Regions from separate parts of the Zea mays genome. Here region 1 is linked to region 2. Evidence: chromatin contacts called from public Hi-C data. All regions are on one chromosome and are shown on one strand. Each heading gives the region's core, a stretch centred on a gene start, on an enhancer-like site or on the middle of the called end of the contact. The rest is flanking DNA. Distances are from core to core; before and after follow the strand shown.

The links. A called contact is a pair of places that touch in the nucleus more often than the background predicts.
Region 1: a Hi-C map of bundle sheath shows a contact between it and region 2, with 2.4 times the contacts expected there. The contact joins the promoter of LOC100285093 here to the promoter of LOC103646336 in region 2. A contact is called at or near these places in 4 of 25 Hi-C or Micro-C datasets (bundle sheath, ear, leaf and 1 more).

What each region holds. Positions count from the first base shown.
Region 1 is chr2:41,639,693-41,642,392 of Zm-B73-REFERENCE-NAM-5.0, forward strand. It overlaps LOC100285093, which reads left to right and starts at 1,304. Exons shown (of 3, transcript NM_001397502.1): 1 at 1,304-1,389; 2 at 1,538-1,616; 3 at 1,743-2,202. The coding sequence starts at 1,384. The coding sequence ends at 2,068.
Region 2 is chr2:41,430,842-41,433,541 of Zm-B73-REFERENCE-NAM-5.0, forward strand. It overlaps LOC103646336 (heavy metal-associated isoprenylated plant protein 4), which reads left to right and starts at 1,340. Exons shown (of 3, transcript XM_008671069.2): 1 at 1,340-1,551; 2 at 1,672-1,750; 3 at 1,869-2,377. The coding sequence starts at 1,543. The coding sequence ends at 2,179.

The DNA of each region.
Region 1 (2,700 bases), core at 54-2,553, 210 kb after region 2:
TGATGTTTTGGTAATTTAAAACTTTTTTTAGTTTATGGTTATAGCTTTACCAATATATATAAGCTTATATTTGATGCAGTTTATGGTTAGCAACCAAAATATAGTTTCGTGGTGTCATAAACTATAAAAGATGCAACAAGAGATGATATAACTTAAGGTTTCAACAAGGTACATATTGGAAATCCGCCGAGGTACAATGCAAACGATGAAAACACATATATATAGAGTAATTGGTAAATTGATCACAGTTAAATACAGATTATAGATCGAGTATACAAATAGGCATTTCATGGAAGGAAGGAAGAGAGATCGAATAAAGATGGTCGATTTTGATTAGTTGTACAATTGCTAAATTTATTCATGAAACTTTTAAATATTGGAGATATGAGAAGCTTCTATTAGCTAGGACATGCTGAAGCACAGACTGAGGTGCTAGTCTATCTATCTTTTTTTTTTATTTTTTGCATTGTACATGGCCTTCTTATTGGGCTGCATATATAAACAATCTGATGATAAACAGTCCGGCTTCAGACGTAATCACATTCTATACGTCGGATATTATAGTGTTCAATTCTCTTCGGCCATGAATATTGAATAAAGAATTTGTCATAGTATTGTGGCGGTTTTCGCCAATAGAAGTTGTTGTCTAGTTTTCCTTGGTCAGTGCTGCTCTCTCAGGGGCCAGGGCCAGTCAGTATCGCAGGCCGCCATCACCAAGTTTTCATTAAAGGTGCTACAAACAAACAAGGGTGATGAGACAGTAGGCGACAAGAAGAACCGAACCAGCATGATGCCCAGCGCTCCATCCTGTAGATGGTTACTGCTGTTGCTGCTTGCTAGCTAGCTCCCAAGTGTCAATTTTTGGATCTCCATCCATGGAACCGTACCGTACCGTACCACTCGAACTGGTACTGACGGACGTGTTCTCTTTCAGTTCGGAAACACGCATTGTATGTTTCGCTGTGTGCGCTGGTGGTGTGGCTCAGGTCCACCAGCAACTTGCAGCCTAGTAAACGGACGGACAAACCACCACCACCAGCGCGCGCGCCTTCGGAGAAGCGCACACGCGCCAGAGGCCGATGGGATCATGGGACGGTAACCACTTGGCTGCCTCGGATCTCATCTCACACGCTAACCCTCGCCAAGAACGCGTCGCGATCACAGTTGACGATGATTTAACTCCCCGTTAAAACAATCACTGACACCACTAGACACCAGCAGCGTTCGCTCGCTCCCCCGTCTCCCTCCCTCCCGCACTCTATATATAATCACAGCGCGGCGGCCCAAGCTAGCCGTACCCGTACCCTCACATCACGGAGTGCTCAGTTAGCAATAGAGCAAGCCGTCCAATTCACAGAGCAAGCCATCACCGCGCGGGAAGCAATGAAGGTAAGCCGACGACAGCTCCTCGCAAAAACCTCTGCTTCAGCTTCGTCTTCAGAGCTCTGAAACTGATCTGCATGCGGTTTCTCTCTCTCTCTCTCTCTCTCTCTCTCTCTCTCTTGCTTCTGCGTCCTGTCGTGGCCGCCGCGCGCAGCAAAAGATCGTGATCAAGGTGAGCATGCCGTGCGAGAGGAGCCGGACCAAAGCCATGACGCTGGCCGCCGGAGCAAATGGTATGTACGTCGTCGATCGTCGTCTACTCGTTCGACTTCGACCAGTACCCACCCACACACACAAAAAAAAAAGGTGGTCATCCATCGGTGCTCCGGCCGCTAATGTCGCCCCGCGTGTGTGTGCAGGGGTGATATCGGTGGCGATCGCCGGGGAGAAGCTGGAGGTGGTCGGCGACGACGTCGACCCGGTCAGGCTGGCCAGCTGCCTGCGCAGGAAGGTCGGCCACGCCGACATCCTGCAAGTGGAGGAAGTCAAGGACAAGAAGCCGTCCGAGGACCCCAAGCCGCCGCCGGCGCCGCCGGCGCCGCAGCCCGTGGTCGTGCACCCGCCGCCGCCGCACTGGCCGCACTGCTACCCCGGAGGCTACCACCACCACCACCACCACCACCACCACCCGCCGCCGCCGCCGGTGGTCGTCTGTGACGAGCCCAGCGGCTGCCACATCATGTAATTAGAACGGCTGACATGAATAGCTGAGGTCGATTTTTTTTCGTCATGTAGGTACAGTTCTTTTCAGCGACTTGAGGTTAATTGAGGGAGCTATGAACGATTTGTGCAAATAAAGTTTACTTTTTTTTTTTGCGGAGCCTTTGTGGTTTCAAGTGGTTTTTTTTTCCTGCGTCTCAGTTGCTGGCTTGTCCGTGAAGCGTGCACGTGCTGATAATTCGGGCTTGCTGCACGATCCGATCCGTGACCGCATTGTGATTAGACCATCATTATTCATTATCTGGTATAGTAGAACAGGACAAACGAAAAGTCCAACGACTTTCCAAGGGCAAAAGTTGCTAACGTCATCTGTCAGAAAGAAAACTGACGTCACGCCAACATCAGGTTTAAATAGGCTCGGCATGATTTTTTTAACAAAGAACCGGAGAAATCTCAATAATGCTGGAGTAAGGGGTGTTTGAACGCACTAGCTAATAGATAGTCGACTAAAAATCATGCTTAGCTAATTTGCTAAAAAGAGCTAATAGCTAGCTAATAACTATTAGCTAATTTGCCTCGTGATCTGTTTACGTCGTTAACTCATCCCATTGTGTAGCATTTGGTTCGGCTAGCTCGTAGTGGATCACGTCACGATCA
Region 2 (2,700 bases), core at 90-2,589:
GAAGACCCAGAGAATAGAGAAAATAGAGAAGAGAGACGGCCGGAGGGAAATTAAGGCTTGATTCTGATTCGTAAAACTAGTTGGTTATGGTCTTCTCTTCCTGTTTTCCCCTTAATTACATGCTAGCTTGCTGTCGTTGTTCTTGATGGTGTCGTTGCCACGGGTGGAGTAGATAATTAAGACGATGAGAGGTATAGCTAGCGCGGTGGTGATCGCCATGAGGACGAAGGATAATGAGATGTTAATCGCTGTGGATCTCAATCATCATATATTCGTTGTTAGTGGTATATAAGATCTTTCCTTTTCCTGCTGCTTTAACGTGAAATCTATGTCGTTAGGGTTTCGTAGATTCGTTGGTTGATAGGTTTAGGCGCTTCTAGCTAGCTAATCTCGTAATCAGGCCCTCATATTTTCCCGGATTGCACATCGTAATCAGGCCCTCATATTTTCCCTCATATTTTCCCGGTTGATAGGTTTAGGCGCTTCTAGCTAGCTAATCGTACGTGTTGGATGCTGTTTATGGCTGGTTTTATGTATCAAAAATCATGAAAAAAAATATATATTCAAGTATCAGTATCTTTTTATCGATCGGCGTCAACTAATTAAGATCACATTTATATATATATAGCACTTTTATATATGTATGGTGGTTGTTTGATAATGAATCTGCGTTGTCTGAATTGTGGACAAGCTAAGATAAATGCAGTCAGATTTACTGTAGCTTGACTCCTTGAGTCCACTTTACCGGTAGCGCTTGATCACCTGCTCATTTGACAAAAAAGCCATCTTTGCTTGGAATCCTTCAACCTTGGCAGCGGCTGGTGGGCCGGGGCCGATGTGATCCCAAGACTGCTGCCTGCTAGTGCTATCCCGCCGCGCGCGCGCGCGCGCCAGTCGTTTTAATTTGGCTTGTAGCTGAAGCGGTCCAAAACGGCATTATATTGGAACGAAATGTCCACTCCATCCGCGTCGCCGTCATCGTGCTCGATCGTAGTAGTGCCGTCGATCGGAGAAGCAACACCCGCGCGCGCGCCGCCCAAGTTTCGTGGCTGTTGCGTTCGTGGCTAGTGTTTAGCGTCAACAGTACAGAGTCGTCCTACTCCTACCTAGCTAGCTCCGAGTCTAGCAGGGAAGCTGAACTTGTCAGCTACCACGAACGTTCTCACACCGACGATATACGTCCCTTTTTCTTCTACACACACACGTAGCCGCCTTTTAGCTCGCGGTTCGGCAGGCGTCATCGTCTCTACTCTCTACGTCACGACGTCTTGCCCGCTAGCTATAGCTCGCGCGTACGTGTGCGTGTGTGTAGGAGTATAAATGGACGAGCCCCGAGAGCCTAGCTTTGCTCATTCTTCACAACTGCGGCTTAGTACACGTAGGCCGCGCGCGCTAGCTCTTGGTCTAGCTTTAGGTGCACCAGCAGCGCGCGAACGGCGGATCGATCAGCTTCGTCTTTCAATTCTTCTCCACATCATCATTTGCGCCACGTACGTAAATCGGCTGCTGCGGGAGAGACGACCGGCCGCCGGCGACGCCGCCATGACCAAGGTACATACTCCCTCGATCTCCGCTCCAAACTCTAATTATGAACGACTGCCCTCCTGCTGGTGCCGCCAAAAAAAAAGAGACTGATGCTATATAGCTTGGGCTCGTCGTTGTCGTTTGCAGCAAAAGGCAGTGATCAGGCTTGGCGTAACGAACGACCAGAACCGGTCTAAGGCCATGCAGCTGGCGTCCCGATTTCACGGTCCGTCCACACAGATCCATGAATCATCAATTATTATTTATATACACGCTCGTGCACTTATTATAATAATTACACCGCCACCGCGCGCCTCTCTCTCTATGCATGGTACGGTATGCAGGAGTGACCTTGGTGTCGATCACCGGCGCAGGCAAGGACCAGCTGGAGGTGGTAGGAGAAGACATCGACATCCCCTGCCTCGTCAATTCGCTGCGCAAGAAGGTCTGCCGCTCCGCCGGCATCGTCGTGGTGGAGGAAGTCAAGGACAAGGCGAAGGTGGAGGAGGAGAAGAAGAAGAAGGAAGAGGAGGAGAAGAAGAAGAAGGCCAAGGAGTTGCAAGAAGCGATCCAGAAGCACTGCCCGCCGCCGCCGTTCTACGGCGGCCCGCCGTTTCTCTGCGAGGAACAGACAACAGGCTGCCACATCATGTGAAGCTGATGGATTCTGGCCCGCCGTTTAAATATATACGTATACTAGTCAGTACCCGTGCGTTGCAACGGGAACATATAATACCATGATAACTTATATACAAAATGTGTCTTATATTGTTATAAGAAAATATTTCATAATCCATTTGTGATCCTAGCCATACATAAATTTTGTTATTTTAATTTAGTTGTTTCACTACTACATTGCAACCATCAGTATCATGCAGACTTCGATATATGTCATGATTTGCATGGTCTCATTATTGGAGAGCACGTGTCACACCTGCCGGTAGAAGTTCCGTCGTACATCGTTAGTCATCAGGCACGCACCACCATACACGCTTGCTTAAACAAAAAATGCAAGTGTGTGTTTGCGAAGAGAATTAAAGGCAGGCCGGCACAAAAGGTATCCCGACGATGGCGAGTGGTCATTGTTGTCGGTCCACCTCTGCTCACCTCCGGTGTCGAGATGACGCCACAATCCTTGATATAATAGTCGTCGAACGTGCGCGATATGGTGAGTAC